3 separate regions of the Mus musculus genome follow, and regions 2 and 3 are each linked to region 1. The links are chromatin contacts, called in public Hi-C maps. All regions are on one chromosome and are shown on one strand. The core of a region is the stretch at or near the end of the contact, and the rest is flanking DNA. Distances in the headings are between cores, read along the strand shown.

Region 1 (3,655 bases), core at 1,145-3,644:
AATGAATGTTGGTGCACTTCTATTAAACCCCCATCAGTATCAACGTGTATGTAATTTACCTTCTTAATCCTGTGATGAGAACTGTGCTGCTACTAAAGGCCACTAGGTGGAGCCACCCAAGAGCAAGTCAGATCGTTTACCTTCAGATTGTTGCTCAGATACAGGTAGGCTACAAGAAGCAGGATGTTGGCAACCCAAAAAGAAAAAAAAAAAAAAAAAAAAGAGAAAAAAGGAGAGAAAGAAAGAAAGAAAAAATGAGTTGTTATAAATACACAAACAGATGGCTAGGGAAAGAAATAGGGTTGCACTTAAAGCATATATTTGAGTAAGCAACTAAAACAAAGAGCATTTATATCCAAGGAGACTGTTAATTTGATAGGCAAGCAACAAGAGCCAATGCAAATTTCCTCTGCTGGAAAGCTAGAGGAATTAGAAATCATGCCTATGTTCTCTCAAAACCATTCTACACTCTGAAGCTACTAAATCCATGGATCAGGTAAACATTTGAACTCTGGTGTGTGTGTGTGTGTGTGTGTGTGTGTGTGTGTGTGTGTGTGTGTTGGACACCCTTTCCATACCTCCAACACAGGTAATGGATATGCTGAGCTGTAACTGAGTAAGGTTCATATCCCTTCCCTACACCCAGTCCTGCCTAACTTATAATTTGATAGCTATCTTGCTAGCTGCCAACTCTGTCCAAGATCAACACATGAAACCACCTACTGTTCCCAGGAATGTGGCTTCATAAGGAGGCAATCCCAGGTATCACTCTGTTGCAACCCCTTCACTCCAGGTGGCTGAAACAGAACTGCTGGTTTTTCTTATGGCTCTTTCCCTCTGAGCAGTGATGTAATGCAATTGAAATCTTTGCCCGTTTATTGTCCTATCGCCCATAGCCCTGTGACTCTCTGGTATCCTGAGAAAGGATTGGATTCAATTAAAAATAAAAGCCAAGTCTTATCATTAGCATGTCATTTGCGTCTATTTTCTAGGTTTGACTCGCCCATACTCGGGTATCTTTAGTCTTTCTCTTGCTTCCTGGATCCCCCACTGAAGCCATATGTATCTGCTTGTAGCCAGTGCAACTGAGCTCCCCAAACACAGATTCCCATGAAAACTGAACAAAAGAGGAGGGGAGAGGCAGAGCATGTTAAATGTCTCATTAGGCCTTCTGTCTGATTCTCATTAGATTCGCTGACTGCTTCTCATTAGGCCCATTGCCTCGACTTCTTTCAGGCCCTGAATATGTAGGCCAGTGCTTATTGTCATGGTTGGTCGAGAAGATCTATTTCATTTATTCATAAATTGAATGTGGCTTCTGAAAAGTCCCAGGCAGTTTCTTTTGGCAGTGTTAAGGCAGGCTTATTGTTGTTATTTGTTATTTTTCGAGTCGTCCTAGGCAGGGTGGGCAGAAGTAATAACTTAAAAGACGCAGCCGAAAACTTCAAACACTGCTTCAGAATTAGGGCACTGGGGAATCATCATCGCAGCCAAAAGGCCAGCCTCCCGTGTGGACATGTGCAACAGGGCCTCATGAACCAAGTCATCAATACTGCAGTGCTCAGCAAGTACACAGCACGGGGATAAGGAGAATGCAGGGGAAGAGTGGGGCCTGGACATGACTAAGCTGCAATCCCCGTCCTTCTGACCATTGCAGAGCATGCACACAGTGTTGAAAAAAGAGGCAAATAACAGCATTAATAAACTGCTGTACTGTTTAACACTCTGCAAGATATGCACATGCAGCATTAGCATATTGTAAAGACATCAGTTCCATGTCAGTATTCAGCACAGCCGAACAAGTGGCTGCTGGAGAAATCTCTCATGAGATAGCAGGTGGTTCACAGAACTTAGAACTGATTACATGCTGGTCATGATAGAGTGGACATCACTTTGGAGTCTCATGGGAGAGACATGTTTCCAGTAATGCAAAAAAGACTAAAGAGCCTTTCCCAAGAGTGTAAAAAAAAAAATCAGTTTTACATGTTTTCTCTACTCTTGATTTCCTCCTTAATGTTGGCTTCCTATTTTGGGTGAACACGGTGTGTATCCAACCTTTACTCTGAGAGCCATTTGATGCACCAAATCAGAGACTGTTTCCTCCCAAAGTTGTCTTTCCCCAGACTTGGAAGGCTGAAGGTAGAACTTTAATAACCCTCAGAAAGCAGATGTTTTTCTTTCAACTAAATGTCTGAAGTGAAGTGTGTTTAATATGGCTTTATACAGGAAAGTCAAACTGCTCAAAAGAATATTTTTGTAAGAGTAGACATCAATACAAGATTTGAACTTTCTTTCTGTTCCATTTCTCCACCCAGAGGCAAGAGAAGAGATGTCTCCATATATGGCCTTCTCCTCTATCAGGAAGCCGGGCAAGTCCTCCCCAAGGAGGAAGGACCATGACTCACTAACAAGGCCAGGGTGGGGTCCCTGTCAGATACATTCCAGCTGCTGCATAAGCTGGAAAGGCATGATCACTTCTTTGTGGCTTTTGTTCAAGTATGCAGTGTCCTACTCGGAAGATGGCACTGGAGTCACGTGTTCTGTGCCTTTGGAAGAATGTTTTACTTAGCATACAACTATATCAATGGAGTCATGTCTTTCTGTATGCTGCCTTTGTGCCAGGCTAAATGGTCAGCGTTTAAAGGGACAACATGGACAGTGGAAATTAGCACCTATTGTTAGGATAGGGCGTGGTCATTCCAAAGATGCTTGTCTGAATCCTCCCCTACTCACAGTACCGACTTCTAAGAAAGCTTCAGCATAGTTGGTGAGCTGCCCTCACTCTGGGGGAAAATTTTTGGAGGACTTGACCTCTGAACATGCCAAGATATGTGTACAGTCTATTGCAATGTTCATTCACAATATTCACAAACAAAACCTGTTTGCCTTTCAAGTAGCTCCACGAATGTACTATGTTAAGTGCTGGTAAGATGACAGGCCTTTGTGCATTCATGAGGCATGCTTATTGGTGCCTCTGAGCCATGGTTGTGAGGATGAAATAAAAATTTGGCTCCAAAGACTTTAGCAGAAAACCCAGTTCAGAGGCAGGCTAGAACAATGGGCTGAAAATGATCTTGGTCTTTCAAGTATCCAAACTTTCAGGGTAAGAACCTGATCTCCCAGAAAGTATTTCCTTCATTGCCAACTGTAGAGAATCACTGAGAAACTAATTAAAGAATTTGAATCTCATTCCCTCTTTAGTTAGCTGACCCTCGACCAGGGGCAAGATTCCAAACAAAGGCACTCTGAGCCAACAAGATATAGAATGAGGCTCATCAGCGTACACAGGCTGTATGCTCTTGGTCTCCTCTTTCAAAGAGTTACCTAAGTGCAAACTACCCTACCTGTTTTTTGTTTTTTGTTTTTTTGTTTTTTTTTGTTTTTTTGTTTTTTTTTTTAAACAAGGAAGAGCCATCAGAAATAATCAAGTTTGAAGTTCCTGAAAGTTATTCATTTATTGGATTCGACTTCCTACCCTTGCCTTGAATTCCAGGAGCCAGTTCAAGACAGTGAGTTCTCACGGAAAATTAAGTACATTTGCAAAGGTGCTTAGAGAAATATTCTTGTTTCAGGTTTCAGACTCTCAAGAGGATAGTAGTCATTGATTTCCAGCCTTAAAACAATGATAAAGACTTCCAGATATGAATGGGCTTCT
Region 2 (3,911 bases), core at 1,136-3,635, 150 kb before region 1:
TCTTTCTATTTCTGGGTTTACGTTTACTATTTCTTTGGATCCTGGTGGGCTTTCATGATGGACAACATTTTCTGTTAAGACTATAAAACCTTTACAGTTTCCAAGACATCGTCTTTAAAGCCTTGTAAACACCTTTCCCCATGAGTCGTCCTGCTTACACATCATGAGCAGTGAGATTCTTAAGAAGCCATGGAAAGTGAGAAGGACCACATAGCCTCAACACAATAGCCATTTAGAGAAAGCAATGCACCTCCAAAGGTTCTTTTCCCATATCTGGAAACCATCTATCCCTCCTTTGTTCTTGAAGCAATGCTTGTTTTCATAGATAGCTGGGGGTCTGGTACCAAAAAACTGACATCTTGCTTATATGGAGCTGGAAGAGAGAATTTTATTATCATCTTTGCTTTTTCTTTTCTACAGTTTATCATTTTTCCACAAGAAAATAAAACCATTGTATTTTATTTACATTTTTAGATTTTCTTATAGTAAACTCCACTATATTTTAAATGCTAGTGATTAAAGCACTTAACTTTTGATTCAGGGTCCCCAATGAAGGAGCTAGAGGAAGGACCCAAGGAGCTGAAGGGATTGCAGCCCCATAGGAGGAACAACAATATAAACTAGCCAGTACCCCCAGAACTCCCAGGGACTAAATCACCAACCAAAGAATACACATAGTGGATTCATGGCTCCAGCTGCATATGTAGAAGAGGATGGCCTAAGTCGGCCATCAATGGGAGGAGAGGCCCTTGGTCCTCTGAAGGCTCTATGACTAGACTGTATTTCCACAGTAGAGGAATGCCAGGGCCAGGAAGCCAGTGTGAGTAAGTTGGTGAGCAGGGGGACGGGGAAGAGGATAGGGTGGTTTTGGAAGGGAAACCAGGAAAGAGGACAACATTTGAAATATAAATAAAGTAAATATCTAGTTTTTTAAAAAGGGAAGAAAAAAGAAACTGGAACTAGCATGTTTCTTTATGAAGTATTTTTCTGGAGCTGGAGAGATGGCTCAGTGGTTAAGAGCATTGACTATTTTTCCAGAGGTCCAGAGTTCAATTCCCAGCAACCACATGGTGACTCCCAACCATCTGTAATGGGATCTGATGCCCTTTTCTGGTGTGTCTGAAGACAGCTACAGTGTACTCATAGATAAAATAAATAGCTAAACCTTTAAAAGAAAAGAAATATTTTTCTACTTGAGATAGTTGGTAATAGCAGGACTGAGTAATATCATAGACTTATTGTTAACTATAGTATTAAAATAAAAATGTTCTGCTATATGTCATTCCCTCTCCTTTGTTACTTGAAAATCAACTAATACACAACTCCATTCCTTGTGCTTTATAACAATAAAAAGAGTTGAAATAAATTAAAGGCCAGCACTCATCATTATATAGCTTAAAGACACAAAACGGTAGCAGTTTGTTCTTCAGTATAGAGATGCTGGTTATCCTAAGCTTTGACCTCCCTAGAAAGAAAACGCAGAGCTTCTCCTTTTCCAAACTGTCAGAAATGAAATGCTATCAGCATTACATGCATAAATATAACATAAGGTATAAACTAAGCGAAATAATGCTAACTAAAAGTTTCAGCAAAAAGTGAACTTCAAAGCAAAGTATAAGTTTCTTGAAAAGAATATGTGGCATTTCCTAGCTAATGGCTGTTTCTCTACCACCTAGATTACCTGAAACAACAAACCATTCATTAATATTTTATATATAATATGAGCTTTGAGAAAAAGAATACAAGCTGTTATACCTCGCATCAATTTTTGCATGAAAGCTTCAAAATTGTGAGGTTAATCTTCCATTTCTTAATACTGTAACTGTCCAGGATCTTCTCAAATTGAGAGAGAGAGAGAGAGACAGAAACAGAGACAGAGACAGAGACAGAGACACAGAGAAATACAAAGATTAATGTCTTTAGGCACACTTGGTGTGTTGTGGGTGGTTCAAAGGCTGAACAACTTAAATAAAAATACGTTAGAAAACATGATCAGGTGCTCAACTTCAATGTTTTTGTAATTTCTATCTTCTGAGAGATGTCTAGGTGCCCATGGCTAAACATCAATTCTCAAATTGTTACACTAAAAGAGCAGTGGCATCACCATAGTATTGTCCTGTTTTTCTCCCAGCTTGAGTGCAGAAACAAAAATTTGGCACCATAGGCCAATTCTGCATTCATATGGAAAGATTTAATTCCACTAATACTGCTAGAAATAAAAAAATAATAATTGGGGCAAGGAGCAGAATGTGGGGCATACAGAAACCAGTGTTGCTGCATCTGAACTCCAGAACCCATTTGTTTTCCATTGCTTGATACACTCATTCAGGATCTGTTTTCACTTTTATTTGTGGTCAGCTTCACTGTGTCTACACGAAAGCACCCTTCAGAAGTAAAAAGGACTCTGTCTTTTTACACTATGACTTCAGACACTTGGCTAGTTTTAGGATTCCCTGGCTTTGGGGTCGGTTTTTTTAAGCCTGACTGAAGCATGCTAATAAATATACAGCAAAGAAAAAAGTTATTGTTTTTAAAGACTCACAAGCCCAAACCATAGACAGAAGAAGGCTTGAGCCATGGCCTTAGTTCTTCATGCATAGCACACCCCTAGCCTAATTCAGTTCCACAGAAAACTTTATGCAGTTTTTATTTACTTAAGTGGGACTCATGGGTGTGCCCAAGGATAGAATGAGGCTGGCTGCATGTAACATACTATTTGGGCTGAGGCATGAAGCCAAAAAGCATTGTTTACTATTTATATGAGTCTTTACCAATTTCTGAATGCCAAAAAACATGAACTCACTGCTTCTGAATAGCTCATTCATCAAAACAGACATGAAAATTTTGTTCCTTGGGTTTGGTGAGAAAGTGCTGTTTGCTGCTTCTCTGTCTGGAAAGCAAAATATGTTGGAGGTCTGTTCATCAACCCAAGCTGACATTCTCCCAGCAGACAACAGCAGAAAGTAAGACAACTTGCTTCCATGCAGAGAAGCCCATGTACACATTTGGGAACTTTCTCGAAGGCTTCTTTCAAAACTCATGTTACTCTGAGCCATGGGGGGAAGAACACTGAGGCATCCTGCAGACAGAAATCCAGCCTAGTGAACTGGTAATACATCCACTGTCAGGGATGAATAATTCTTCTGTGTAGTTGACTTAATCGCAGTCATTTGTTTCATGTCCTTGTGAAAAGAGCTTATTCCTTTAAGATATGTTTTAATATAAAAAGTCTAGTGCTTGCATTTGACACATGTAATGCTGGTAGCCAAAGAAGGGTAGCTAAGGCTGCCTGGAGTAGAAGCTCAATTTTTAAAGAATTCCTAAGGAAGAAATTACTTTTGATATTCAGAGAAGCACGCACTCTATGAAACATCTTTTAAAAGAAGTGGAAATGAAAACAGACCATTTGCAACTCCTCACCACGAATTTGATAAAACCCTGAAATAGCTGTCCGGGACCACCTGGAAATATGTGACAACAAGCTTCTGTCAGTACTCCTGGATTTATTTCATATGAAGAAAATCTCATTGAACACAATGATTTTCACTTGGGTGTTTGATGTTTGAGGATTTGGAAGTATATCTAGCCATGCTTCTTGGGAGACTTCCAAGATGGTTTTTGATGATGCAAACTCTAATCCAGGGAGTTTTTTCTTCCCTATGCTTTACATTTCTAAGGCTCCTTAAATGACAATTTACATGGGCAAAGTCAACCAATCAACTATGGTGTTAGACCGAGTCAGAGAAGAACTCTATTTAAATACTTATAAAATAGTTTGATAATAAATATGTAACCATTTAAACAGCATGTCAATTGATTTTAACTATTATAGAATACATTCCAAAAGATAGATAATACTTGTGTATATGCTGGAATTTGAAGGTTGGATTGAACACACGGCTGGTTGAAGC
Region 3 (3,817 bases), core at 1,309-3,808, 210 kb after region 1:
CACTCAATGATAACTTAGTTAAGGAAGAAATAAAGATATTAAGACACTTTTTAATGTAACGAAAATGAAGGAGCAGCATACCAAACTTATGGGAAACATTAAAAGCAGTGCTAAGTGACAAACACATAGCTCTGAGTGCCTCCAAAACAAAACTAGAGAAAGCATATACTAGTAGCTTGACAGCACACCTGAAAGTTGTAGAACAAAACTAAGCAAGTACAGCAAGAAGAGTAGGTGCAGGAAATAATCAAACCCACAGCTAAATTCAACCAAGTACAAACAAAAAGAACTATAAAAAGCATCAATAAAATGAGGAGCTGGTTCTTTGAGAAAATCAACAAGATAGATAAACTCTCAGCCAGATTAACCAAAGGGTACAGAGACAGTGTCCGAATAAATGAAATCAGAAATCAAAAGGGAGACATAAGAACAGAAACTTAGGAAATTCAAAAAATCATCAGTTCTTACTACAAAATCCTATACTCAACACAACTGGAAAATTTGAATGAAATGGACAATTTTCTAGACAGATTACCAAATAGCAAAGTTAAAACAGGATCAGATAAACCATTTAAACAGTCCCATAACCCCTAAAGAAATAGAAGCAGTCATTGAAAATCTCCCATCCAAAAAAGCCCAGGACCAAGGTTTAGTGCAAAATTGGAACAGACCTGCAAAGAAGAACTAATACCAATACTCTTCAAAGTATTCCACAAAATAGAAACAAAAGGAACACTACCCAGTTCATTCTATGAAGTCACAAGTACGCTCATACCTAAACCACACAAAGTCCCAACGAAGAAAGAGAACATCAGACCAATTTCACTTATGAATATTGATGCAAAAGTACTCAATAAAATTTTCCCAAACTGAATCTAAGAACACATCAAAATGATCATCCATCATGATCAAGTAGGCTTCATCCCAGGGATACAGGGATGGTTTAATATACAGAAATCCATCAACATAATTGATTATATAAACAAACTCAAAAAAAAAACCCATATGATCATTTCATTGGATGTTGAGAAATCATTTGATAAAATTCAACACTCCTTCAGTCTTGTAAAGTTCAGGAATTCAAGGCCCATACCTAAACATATTAAAAGCAATATACACCAAACAAGTAGCCAACACCAAACTAAATGCAGAGAACCTCGAAGAATTCCACTAAAGTCGGGGACTAGACAACATTGCTCACTCTCTCCCTACCTATTCAATATAGTACTGGAAGTACTAGCCAGAGCATGTAGACAACAAAAGGAGGGTAAATGGATACAAATAGGAAAGGAAGAAGTCAAAGTATCACATTTTCAGATGATATGATAGTACACTTAAGTGACTCCAAAAATTCCACCAGAGAACTCCTAAATCTGATGAAGAAATGCAGAAAGGTCGCTGGATAAAAATTATCTCAAACAAAGCACTAGCCTTCTTCTACTCAAAGGATAAACAGGCTGAGAAAGAAATTAAGAAAACGATACCCTTCAGAATAGTCACAAATAATATTACATACTTTGGTGTGACTCTAACCAAGCAAGTGAAAGATCTGTATGAGAAGAACTTCAAATTTTTGAAGAAAGAAACAGAAGAGCTCAGAAGATGGAAAGATCTCCCATGCTCATAGATTGGCAGGATTAATACAGTAAAAGCTGATATCTTAACAAAATCAGTCTACAGATTCCATGCAATCCCCATCAAAATCCAAACTCAATTCTTTATAGACTTAGAAAGAGCAATTTGCAAATTTATTTGTAATAAACAGAAACAGAGGATAGCAAAAACTACTCTCAACAGTAAAAGAACTTCTGGGAGAATCAGCATCCCTGACCTCAAGATTTACTACAGAGCAATAGTGATAAAAACTCCATGGTATTGGTACAGAGACAGACAGGTTGATCAATGGAATAGAACTGAAGACCTAGAAATGAACCCACATATCTATGGCCACTTGATCTTTGACAAAGGAGCTAAACCCATCCAGTGGAAAACAGACAGCATTTCAACAAATGGTGCTGGTTCAAGTGGAGGGCAGCATGTAGAAAAATGCACACTGATCCATTCTTATCTCTTTGTACAAAGCTGAGGTTCAGTGGATCAAGGACCTACACATAAAACCAGAGACACTGAAAATAGTAGAAGACAAAATGGTTAAGAGCTTTGAACACATGGGCCCATGGGAAAATTTCTTGAACATCTAAACACCTATTTTAACTTATGCTCTAATGTCAAGAATCAATGAATGGGACCTCAGAAAATTGCAAAGCTTCTGTAAGGCAAAGGACATTGTCAATAGAATAGAACAGCAACCAAGAGATTGGGAAAATATCTTTATGAATCCTATACCCAATAGAGGGCTAATATCCAACATGTACATAGAACTCAAGAAGTTAGTCTTCAGAGAACCAAGTAATAAAATATGAGGTACAGAGTGAACAAAGAATTCTCAAATGAGGAATGTCAAATGGCCAAGAAGCACCTAAAGAAATGTGCATCATCCTTAGTCATCAGGGAAGTGCAAATCAAAACAATCCTGAGATTCCACCTCATATTAGTCAGAACATTTATGATCAAAACATAGATGAGAGCAGATGCTGGCAAGGATGTGGAGAAAGAGGAACACTCCTCTATTGTTGGTGGAATTACAAGATGGTACAACCACTCTGGAAATCAGTCTGGAGGTTCCTAAAAACAATGGACATAGCACTACCTGAGGACCCAGCTATACCATACCTGAGCACATACGTAAAAGATGCTCTAACATATAACAAGGACCCATGCTCCACTATGTTCACAGCATCCTTATTTATAATAGCCAGACAGTAGAAAGAACCCAGATGTTCTTCAACAGAAGAATGGAGACAGAAAATGTGGTACATTTATACAATGGAGTACTACTCAGCTATTAAAAACAATGACTTCATGCAATTCTTAGGCAAATGAATAGAATGAAAAAATATCATGCTGAGCAAGGGAAGCAGTCACAAAAGAACACACAAGGTTTGCCCCCACTGGTAAGTGGATATTTTCTCAAAAGCCCAGAATAGCCAAGACACAATTCACAGACCAAACAAAGTTCAAGAAGGAGGAAGACCAAGGTGTAGATGCTTTAGTCCTTCTTAGAAGGGGGAACAAAATACTCAAGGGAGGAAATACGGAGACAAAATATGGAGCAGAGGCTGAAGAATGGCCATCCAGAGACTGTCCTACCTGGGGTATCCTACATACATACTCCAAACCCATACACTACAGTGGATGTCAAGAAGTGCTTGCTGACAGGAGTCTGACAAATGCAGAGGCAGATGTTCGTGGCCAGACATTGGACTGAGCATGGAGTCCCCAATGGATGAGTTAGAGGAAGGACCTAAGGAGCTGAAGACGTTTGCAAACCATAGGAATAATAATAATATCAATGAATCAGCCTCCCCTCCGCCCCCATAGCTCCCAGGGACTAAATCACCAACCAAAGTGTACACATGGAGGGACTAATGACTCTACCTGCATATATAGCAGAGGATGGGAAGAGAGGTCCTGGGAAGGCTCGGTGCCCAGGCTCAGGGCAAAGACAGAATGGAGAGGTGGGAGTCAGTGGGTGGGTAGGTGAGCACCCTCATAGAAGCAAGGGGAAAGAAGATGGTATAGGGGGTTTCTGGAGGGCAATCCAGGAAAGGGGATAATATTTAAAATGTAAATAAATAAATAATTTTTTAAAAAGTGATGTCACAATCCCCAGTAACTTCACCGAGTTTTCACATATACAGCTCCCATTGACATTGTATGGTTTATCACCTTCATGGCTCTGGAACCCAAAGGCTTG

Evidence for each region. Hi-C and Micro-C count contacts between places; a contact is called where the count stands out from the background.
Region 2: a Hi-C map of tail fibroblasts shows a contact between it and region 1, with 2.7 times the contacts expected there. The contact joins two enhancer-like sites. A contact is called at or near these places in 8 of 484 Hi-C or Micro-C datasets (the HL-1 cell line, embryonic fibroblasts, embryonic stem cells and 2 more) and 2 of 115 datasets of contacts at active chromatin or transcription factors (bone marrow-derived dendritic cells and embryonic stem cells).
Region 3: a Hi-C map of embryonic fibroblasts shows a contact between it and region 1, with 4 times the contacts expected there. The contact joins two enhancer-like sites. A contact is called at or near these places in 7 of 484 Hi-C or Micro-C datasets (the AML12 cell line, adipose-derived mesenchymal stem cells, embryonic fibroblasts and 3 more), 2 of 115 datasets of contacts at active chromatin or transcription factors (both in embryonic stem cells) and 1 of 9 other capture datasets (embryonic stem cells).

The regions. Positions count from the first base shown.
Region 1 is chr13:16,760,405-16,764,059 of GRCm38.p6, reverse strand. No RefSeq gene overlaps it. Among named protein-coding and RNA genes, the nearest start is that of Gm25020, 440 kb to the left of the region's middle. Within about 2 kb of position 2,394, at least 76 of the 459 cell types and tissues checked have an H3K27ac peak or open chromatin away from gene starts, as enhancers often do. A contact at or near this core is called in embryonic fibroblasts and tail fibroblasts, where this site is marked.
Region 2 is chr13:16,914,680-16,918,590 of GRCm38.p6, reverse strand. All of the region lies in intron 13 of Sugct (succinyl-CoA glutarate-CoA transferase), which reads left to right. Among named protein-coding and RNA genes, the nearest start is that of Gm25020, 290 kb to the left of the region's middle. Within about 2 kb of position 2,385, at least 3 of the 459 cell types and tissues checked have an H3K27ac peak or open chromatin away from gene starts, as enhancers often do. A contact at or near this core is called in tail fibroblasts, where this site is marked.
Region 3 is chr13:16,548,947-16,552,763 of GRCm38.p6, reverse strand. No RefSeq gene overlaps it. Among named protein-coding and RNA genes, the nearest start is that of Gm31711, 290 kb to the right of the region's middle. Within about 2 kb of position 2,558, at least 12 of the 459 cell types and tissues checked have an H3K27ac peak or open chromatin away from gene starts, as enhancers often do. A contact at or near this core is called in embryonic fibroblasts, where this site is marked.